2 separate regions of the Sus scrofa genome follow, and region 1 is linked to region 2. A link is a contact called in public HiChIP or PLAC-seq data. All regions are on one chromosome and are shown on one strand. Each heading gives the region's core, a stretch centred on a gene start, on an enhancer-like site or on the middle of the called end of the contact. The rest is flanking DNA. Distances are from core to core; before and after follow the strand shown. Region 1 holds the start of EWSR1 (EWS RNA binding protein 1). Region 2 holds the start of XBP1 (X-box binding protein 1).

Region 1 (4,572 bases), core at 1,893-4,392, 390 kb before region 2:
AATTCTTCTTTTCCTAAGAAATTTACAAGCAAAAAAAGGACTGAAAAAAATAATTTCACCCTCTGATCCAGAGGTGTCTACAAATAGTGGAAAAAAAAATATATAAGCTAAGTTTTCATGACACTGCTGAATTAAATATACGTGTGTACACACACACACTTTAAAGAGATTAAAAAATAATTACTTTTAGAATCCTGCCAATTCTTTGCTCTTCCCAAAGAACTATGGATCTTCACGTTAAACATGAAGGCAGCCCAAAAGGTCCTTTTCTTTTCTCATTAGGAAGTAGTCCCTCATCTGAAAGCAACAGCTGACAGCTCTTCATAGAGGGGTTTCTACTCTCACTCTTTCCAAAGCCTGTCTCACAGTTCACCTTGCCTGGCCCTGGAGCATTTTGCCAAATCCATCTCTTTATGTTGGCTCATCGTTCACCTCCCTACACTTCACTTGACCACTTTCCTTCCTCTGTACATCCTCAACTCAGAACCCTGAATCATCAACATTAACAAATCAAGCACCAAAGACTGTATAACAAAAAAAAATTTTGTTCAAGACCATCACAGCTCTGTATTTAACATGTAAAAAATAAATGCAAATCACTTCTTCCACCAATGAAGTATCAAAAATCAAATTATTTTAACCTACATTCTGATGTTTCTGTGTGAGAAGTGATTCTAAATAGCTGACATGTAAGTTCAATGTTTGTAAGAGGACTTTTACACAAGAACAGTTATGTAAAACATAAAATTGGCAAAGCTAACATGGAAAAACGAATGATCTTAGATCGGTGAGAAGCCAGTTGATTTAGCCTCACACTGGCAGGGTAAGGGAGGTAGCAAATGTATTTCCTGAGAACTTGTCTACCTACAGCATACAAACATTACATGGCCTCAAAAATCTGCAGTTACACATTGATCAGATTATTAAAGTATTTTTTTTTTTTTTAAACTCTCAAATGTGCAGCTGAAGACTACACTAAAAATGCAGAACACAGGCTAGGTTGAAGACAGAGCAGGCTGTGATGGGGGACAGCCTATCCACGGGTCCAGAAGGCAGGCGACAGTCTATTTCTTGCTCTGAATGGTGGTTATTTGGAAGTTTACATTGCAATTCTTCGTTAAAATGGACATATACTTTAGGTACATTTCTACGTATGCTATATGGGAGAGGGAAAAATATCTAACATACCCAAGGTGGTGGCTTTCAGATACTTTAGGGCAGTCACTACCTAAACTGTAGAGATTTAGAGCTTCAGACTACATTCTGAGTTTAAAGTCACTATGAGACAACTCTGGGAGCCAAAATGCTTTACTCTAAGGTCAGAAGCCAAGGGCTCAAAAAACTCTTAAAAGGTCTAACCTAACTCCTTCACTCTGAAGGAAAGGAAACACCCAAGTCTAAGTTACATGACACACACCCCCAGGTCCCCCAGCCAGGGCTACTATTGTTTGTGTCTACCTAAACCACAATTGTAATTCTAATATAGTATGTGGTGGTTACCAGTAAACAATCTGAGCAAATCAGAACAAAAAACTGGCATGTCCAGCCACACACTATTTACTACCCAAACTTTAACAGAGAAGGGAGAGTAGCACTCCATTTACAAAATTCAAACACTGTAGGGAAAAGGAAAGTGTAATGGGCTCTGAGGTATCCATTTCCCACCAGAATGTCTTGGACGTGGTATAATTCAGCGCCCTCTCTTCCAGGAGCACTTTGTACCCTGGCACTAAAAGCCACCATCTAACTACCTGTTTACTACCCACACAACTGGGGAGAGTTCTTAAACGTTCCTTCGCTGGCTGGATTCCGGACCCTTTTCAAATTGAAACTCTGAAGGACCCAGGGCTTTTTCCCATTTCCTTCTTGTCTTTTGCAACTGCCTCAAAGGCCTAGAGTCAGGAGGGGCAAAAATGCCCCACCCTACCAATAACCGCAAGAACCTGCTGCAAACTGCAGGTCCAGTCTAGAGTGTTAAACACCCCGTGCAAGGACCACCCCAGTCATCGTATTCGAGCGAGCTCCCACCCCAGGTTTTCTTCCAGTACGCGCCTCCTTCCTCTCTAGTCAGCGAAATAAACAAGCCCCCCGGCCTAACCTGGGCAAAATAACATGCAGAACGATTACTTAAGCATAATGCACACTCCCACCCAGGCCTTTTGTTTCTCCTAAGTCAGAGGCCAGAAATTTCTTTCAGTGGAGATTTCTGGCCTCACGATCCGAGTTGGCCTTATTACACAACAGATCTCCCTCGGCGTTTGCTGAAACACGGCCCTAGGAAGCCACATAACCGCTTTCTGGAGAGAAAAAAATAAATGGTAAAAAACGAAGCCCGAAAAGGGAGCCGACTTGAGAGGCCGTAAGGTGTGTGGGGGCGGGGGGAAGGGGGGCCCACACTCCGTCTAAAACACAGTCGGACAGAAAAAAGTTCGGCTTCGCGCTGGAACCCGCCGAGGGGGCGACTTGGCGGCACTGGACGCCGCAGCCGACTCGGCTCTAAGGATGACGGGGCCCCCTTTCATAGGTCTGCGCCCCTCGGCTCGCAAATCCGTGAAGCCTTTTCAGCTTATATGCTTTTATTGCCCAAGCTTCTCGGCGAGGCAGAGTCGCCCTCGGGCTTTGGCTGCCTTTCTGAAAATGAGATTGGGGTGGGAAAAGTCAGAGGGGCTGCGGAACTGCAGCTTTCGGAGCCGCCGTTCGGCCCTCTCACCCCCCGTTTCGGGGCTTCGGAGCTTCGGGGCTCCGGGGCTCGAGGCCTGGCCGAGCCCTCCCCCCACCCCCGCGCGGGGCCCCGGAGGCCGCAGGCCCCGCCCACGTGGCGGGCGGCCCAGAGCGCGAGGCCGGACGGCCGCCACACAATGGAGGCCAAGGCTGGCCCAGCGCGCCTCCGCCGCCTCGAGCCCCCCGCGCGCCGGAGGTGCCGGAAGGTTCCAGAACCGGCCTGCTCGGTGGGGGGAGGGGAGCGGAGGAGAGGAGAAAGGCGGCCGTCGAGCTCCTCGGGCCGCGGCGGGTACCTCACACCCTTCCCAACAAATCCACTCAGTCGTTCCGGTCACCCCTAGAGACGAACGGTCCCTAACTTGGGCGTCCCAGCCGCCGCCGGCGCGACCGCGGCTCCACCACACTCACCCGTGGACGCCATTTTCTCTCCTTCCTTCTCGTTCTCTCAACGTCCGTCTCCCTCTCGCTTTCCCTCTAGGCGCCGCACTGCGCAGGCGCGAAACCCGCAACCTCGGGCGCTACCATCGGGCCAGGCCACGGGGGTAGGGGAAGGAGAGATGAACCACAGCTTTCTCGTCCTTCGCTCCCGCTGCTCTAGTCCTAAACCTCTCTAAAGAGCAACGGATGTGACTAGCTGGCCAAAATAGCACCGCAGGGGTGGGAGCGACCGGTGAGCGGATCTTGGTAACAAGTCAGAGTGATTCTCTGGTCGATGCGAGGCTGTTTGGAATGGTTACGTCCGCTGGCTCTAGGGACCGTCTCTGAAGAGTTTGCCTTGGAGGGAAACGGAGGCCGGCGGGAGGGCTGGGGGAAGGGACCCGGGCCTAGAACAACTGCTGACTAATCGGCGGGCGGCGGAGGAGTGGGTGGCGCGCCGACCGGTCGACCAGGGTCACGCGCCCGAGTGCGAGTAGAATGGGCTCGGGGCGCTCGGGCTTCGGCGGGAAGCTGGAGCACCGACTCCCAGCCGAGGGCCCCACCCGGCCTTCTGGGGGCGGGGGGCGCGCTCCGCAGTGAGTACCCCAGACACGTGGCCCGGCCTGCGGGCAAGGGGACCGAGGCGGGTGGGCTGGATGGGAGGCCGCGCACGTAGTGTTCGGCCCGAGGGCCCTCCAGTAACGGTCGAGTTTGAGAAGGAGGCCCTTTAATCACCACCCCCCACCAACACCCGTTTTTACAGAAAGGGAAACTGAGGCCCAAAATATAAAGCCGAGTCCCAGCCACACCGTGGGACCCCCACTTTCCATCACCCGGAAGAATCTTCCCGGTCCTTGTCTTTCCATTTCTGTCTTCCCGGCTTCCCAGTAAGGTAGGCCAGGGCGTGATGATGCACCGTCCCATTTTATAGATGGACAGGCTGAGACCTCGAGCGTTCAAATCCCAGTTCTTTTTGTCCATGGGCAAACCCACTCTTGCTAAAGTACCCAGGGAGAGATGGTTGTGAGCGTGCAGGAGGCAGCTTGCAGTGGGTGCCCTGGCTCCCTGCAAGAGCTGCACCTGCCTGACTTCTTGTATTAAATCCAGTCTCCCTAGACAGATGCCCAGGCCCATCAAAAGGCAGGGCTTATCCAAATCCTTTGGCGGGAACTGGAGCCAAGCTAGTGTCTTTCCTTCAGTGAACACACATAAAGCAAGCTATATGTAAGCTATGAGCACCCTGGGGAACTTGGCCATGAGCAAGAGGAGAAGGTCTCCTCCAGCCAGTTCAGACCTTCTGCCTAGAAAAAAACAGGCCATGTGGTGCTTATTCGGTTGGGTAAGAGCCATGATACGGGGTGGGGGGGGGCAGAGGAGGGAAGGGGACATTTGAGCTGGGCTTCAAAGGGTGAATAGGAGTTCACAGAGAGATGA
Region 2 (4,809 bases), core at 918-3,417:
AGGCTCATGAGAATTAATATGTAGACAGGCTTCTTTGTCCTGAAGTCCCCGATCAGTCCCCACCTCTCTTCCAGACCACAGAAGTAGTCTGTGCTCAGGGCATCCTGAGCTGTGCCAAGCTCCATTTAAATAAAGTCACTGATTCCACTCTGTGAATTTGGAGGAAGGAAATACTGAAGAAGACTCACTGCCCAACCCAAAGAATGACAGAGACTGTGTCCCTTGACTGAATTGCTTTCATTCCTTCTTCCCATCCTGTTTCCTCCCCACCAAAACATAACTGAAGAACTAACCTGACTTAATAGCACTGAAGAATTACCTGGTACCATTCTATCTGTTCACTTTTTGCATATCTTCCAAGCACCAGCTATGAGATTTACTAATCTTTGCGTCCCTAGAACCTAGAACAGTACTAAGCACAGAGGAAGCAATAACTACTTGTTAAAAGAAATGATTGCAGTAACTACTTGTTAAAGAAAGTCTTGCTTTGTAATTCTAGGGAACTTAACATTTTGTAATTTGCTTCAAAAAAGTGAAAAAGAAAATGCCTTGTGGGGTGTTTCCTTGGGTTTCTCCATTTTAATATTCCTGTGTCTTAACTGATCTCTAGCTACAGTTTGGAGGCCTCTCTTTCACAAGGGCTGCTGCAGGCAGAAGCCCTGAACCTTTCCTCATCTTTTATACGTGGAAACATCTTATTTTCATTTAAAATAAGTAAATAATATGTATACTCAGTAGACAGTTTAGAAATTACACACACACACATATTCCTGCCACTCAGAGAGAACACCTATGATTTATTAAGCTTTCACTTAAACCTATTTTTTTTAATTTTTAAAAATATATAATGATTTTTTTTTCATTATAGCTGGTTTACAGTGTTCTGTCAATTTTCTACTATAAAGCATAGTGACCCAGTTACATATACACGTATGGGTTCTTTTTTCTCACATTATCATGCTCCATCATAAGTGACTAGACACAGTTTCCAGTGCTACAGAGCAGGATCTCATTGCTAATCCATTCCAAAGGCAATAGTCTGTATCTATTAACCAAGTTCCCAATCCATCCCACTCCCTCCCCCTCCCCCTTGGCAATGGACAAGTCTGTTCTCCACATCCATGGTTTTCTTTTCTGTGGAAAGGTTCATTTGTGCTGTGTATTAGATTTCAGATATAAGTGATATCATATGATATTTGTCTTTCTCTTTGACTTACTTCACTTAGAACTAGAGACTCTAGTTTCTTCCATGTTGCTGCAAATGGCATTATTTTGTTCTTTTTTATGGCTGAGTAGTATTCCATTGAGTATATATACCACATCTTTCTAATTCAATAAACCTAGTTTTTGTTTTGTTTTTTTAAGAGCTGCACCTGTGGCATATGAAGCTTCCAGGCTAGGGGCTGAGTCCAAGCTGCAACTATAGGCCTAAACCACAGCCACAGCAACACCAGACCCAGCTGCATCTGCAACCTACCACATAACTTGTGGCAACACACAGATCCTTAACCCACTGAGCTACAAGCAGGGATCAAACCCACATCCTCACTGGGACAACGTCCTTAACCCGCTACACCACAATGGGAACTCCTGAACCCAGTTTTAAAGTACTTGACCTCATTTCCTGAAGACTTATGTTGCAGAATGTTTTTGCAAGCATTTTTCTAACCCAAGGCCCAATTTGAACTGTCTCTCGATTTTGCACTCTGGGCCCTAAGTGGGGAATGAGATACAATTCTGTCAGACTGGGTAAAAATCTGTTAGTCTTGGTAAAAATTCGTCAGTCTGGAAATCTCCTGGTTTGAAATTCAACTCTTGTCATTCGGGGAGAAATCTATTTACTGAAGAAACTCCGTCGGGCTGCAGACTCTTCCTCACCAGCTTAGGGGCTCTCCACAACCCAGCCCTCCAGAACCCTCTACCAGCCCGCCACCCAGCGACGCCTACCGGTCAGCCGAGCGGAAAAAAAAGCCCAGCGTCCCCAGCCCAGCACCGCGGATGCCACGCTGGACGCCCTGGCACCGCCCCCTTCGGGTCCACCGGACCAATAGGCGCTGAGATATGCCTACATCACACGGAGCTGGCCAATCGTGGAGGGCCACGATCCTAGAAAGGCTGGGCGCTGGGGGGGCTGGCCCACTGGGCGGCGGCGGCGCGCACAGGCGTAGACACGCTCCAGCCATGGTGGTGGTGGCAGCTGCGCAGAGCCCGGCCGCCGGGGCCCCCAAAGTACTGCTTCTCTCCGGGAAGCCCGCCGCCGCCGCCGCCGCTGGAGCTCCGGCCGGCCGGGCTCTGCCTATCATGGTGCCGGGCCAGCGAGGGGCCAGCCCGGAGGCGGCAAGCGGGGGGCCGCCCCAGACGCGCAAGAGACAGCGCCTCACGCACCTGAGCCCCGAAGAGAAGGCGTTACGGAGGTGGGCGAGGGTCGGGGCGCGGACCCAGAGGGCTAGGGCCCGAGGTCTGAGAGCCAATCCGAAGGAGAGACAGGGGTTCTGGGCCGGGAGCTGACCTCCCGCCACGGTCGGTCTCTGACGGCCTTTTGGGTGCCAGCGCCAGCGTGGCGCGGGGCGGGGCGAGGGCAGGAAGTCTGGACCGGCCGCTCTACTGCGTTGGGTGGAGTCCAGGGCTGAGCAGGCCTTTTTTATTAAATTCTTTTCTCTCTCATTAGAGATGACCACAGCTGGGTCTGCGAGTACCTGGGTTCTGGGCCCTCTCGCTGTGTGACCACAAATCCGTTGTTAAGCTTCTCTGAATTAGGGCTGTAACATGGAGTCCATTGATTTACCTCCTTTTTGGAGGCGCACGGGTCTGAAATGACAGCTGTTGAAGGGGCTGTGAGCCTTAGAAGGCTCACTAGTCAAACTCAGTCTCTGCGTCCTTAAAATGATATTTGCCTCCTGAGGTCGTTGGGGAAATAGAGAAATATCTAGTACTTAGTCCTCCTTAAATATTAGTTCTTCTATGATCTGTTTGCTTTTTGTGATTTATTAAGTGCTTCTCGAGCCGACCGGCCTCAGCACCAGGGCAAAAATCGCCTCAGCCTTTCACCCGTCTGAGCTGTTTGCTGAGGGAGCGTTTATGTCAGCGGCATTGCAACCCACATTAGATTTAATCAGTCCGGGTTGGATCCTGTTCGAGGGAGTCGGGAAGCAGCAGCAGAGTAGAAAGGGGAGGAGGAGATATCTCATGACGCTGTGTGTCCAGCCTCAGTGCTGTGGCCGGGATAAGACTGAGGTGGATGACGCAATATGGGGGAGAATAAAGCAGGTTTTCAAGCTAGATCCACAGAAGGCTAATTTTTCGGTTTTGTTTCTTTGAAGGGTGAAGTCTGAAGTGTATTTTACCATTAGTCTGCCTTATGCTATAAGTTAAAAATGAAAGCACCAGCTGGCCAGGTTTTCAAATAAAGCTATGAATAAGGTTTAAGATGAGTCAGTGTGGTATCTCTTTCTGTCCTCAGGAAACTGAAAAACAGAGTAGCAGCTCAGACTGCCAGAGACCGAAAGAAAGCTCGAATGAGTGAGCTGGAGCAACAAGTGGTAGATTTGGAAGAAGAGGTAAAAATACTTAAGATCAAATTCTTATCTTTTATCCATTGTGTGTATCTTCCCTTGGTGAATGGTCTCTTATTTGCAATAATGCCTTGAGTTGTTTCATCCCCTTTAGAATACAAGTGGATGTATAATTAAAACTTAAACTAATCTAAGTGAGGGTAGATAGGTAATTGATTAAGTGTGAAGCTTGAGGAGAGCAGAGTAATGGACTCTAGCATTTGGTGCTATATTTAAGAGTTGGTGGATTACATTACATTAGTCTTTTATCAGTTAGTACTAAGTAGTAAAAGCAAATAGGAAATCATTACCTAAACTTGAGACCTTTCCTGTCTTGGCCAAAAGTCCACCAAGGGTTCCTTTCCCCTTTTAGGGTCCATTTGTTACCTAAACTTAAATTGTTGTCAGTTACACATCTTGAATACTAAGGAGTATTTGTGGTATTTTTTTTCTTTTTTAACATTTGTTGATTTTACAGTCCATCACTACCATTTTTATTTCTACCTGCTACTTTGAAACAGGATTTGTGGATTTGACAAATCCTCGCCATATGGAAGTTCCCAGGCTAGGGGTCAAATCAGAGCTGCAGCTGCCAGCCTGCACCACAGCTCACAGCAATGCCAGATCCTTAGCCCACTGGTTGAGGCCAGGGATCAAACTCTTTTCTTCATGGATACTAGTCAGATATGTTACCGCTGAGCCACAACGGAAATTCCCTCAAGATAGGATTTTTAAAAACCAATCATATTTAAATTAAAGCCACAAGTTACCTTTGTTGAGGTCTGTATTAGTAGTCGGGGGTATTGTGTTAAAGGTGACCCCATGAGATGACATTTTTTTTTTTGTTTTTGACAACACCTGTAGCACCCAGGAGTTCCCAGGCCAGGGATCGAACGCATGCCTCAGCTATAACCAGAATCACAGCAGCAACACCCAGTCCCCAACCCACTGAGTTACAAGTGAACTCCAAGATGGTACTTCTTATATAGCTAGATTTGCATCGACCTTCTAATATCTACTGTGAACAACTCACATAAGCATAGAATAGAGTTTTCTGAAAGATCCAGGAGAAGGAAAGGAAATCTATTGTATTAAAACTTTGTCAGTTGTATTTTTTTTTGTGGCCTCATCCACAGCATGTGGAAGTTCCTAGGCCAGGGATTGAACCTGAGCCTCAGCAGTGACAATGTGGATCCTTAACCTGCTGAACCACAGAGGAAACTCCTGCCAGGTGGATTCTTAAGTGAAAGAATTAAAT

What was found. HiChIP or PLAC-seq counts read pairs in DNA pulled down with a chosen protein or histone mark.
Region 1: a contact with region 2 is called in an H3K27ac HiChIP or PLAC-seq map of alveolar macrophages. The contact joins the promoter of EWSR1 here to the promoter of XBP1 in region 2. A contact is called at or near these places in 2 of 47 Hi-C or Micro-C datasets (embryonic fibroblasts and liver) and 1 of 2 datasets of contacts at active chromatin or transcription factors (alveolar macrophages).

The regions. Positions count from the first base shown.
Region 1 is chr14:46,407,293-46,411,864 of Sscrofa11.1, reverse strand. It overlaps EWSR1 (EWS RNA binding protein 1), which reads right to left and starts at 3,142. Exons shown (of 17, transcript NM_001252048.1): 1 at 3,130-3,142. The coding sequence starts at 3,142. It overlaps RHBDD3 (rhomboid domain-containing protein 3), which reads left to right and starts at 648. Exons shown (of 7, transcript XM_005657361.2): 1 at 648-3,010; 2 at 3,902-4,030.
Region 2 is chr14:46,013,884-46,018,692 of Sscrofa11.1, reverse strand. XBP1 (X-box binding protein 1) reads left to right here and starts at 2,167. Exons shown (of 6, transcript NM_001271738.1): 1 at 2,167-2,414; 2 at 3,461-3,557. The coding sequence starts at 2,182.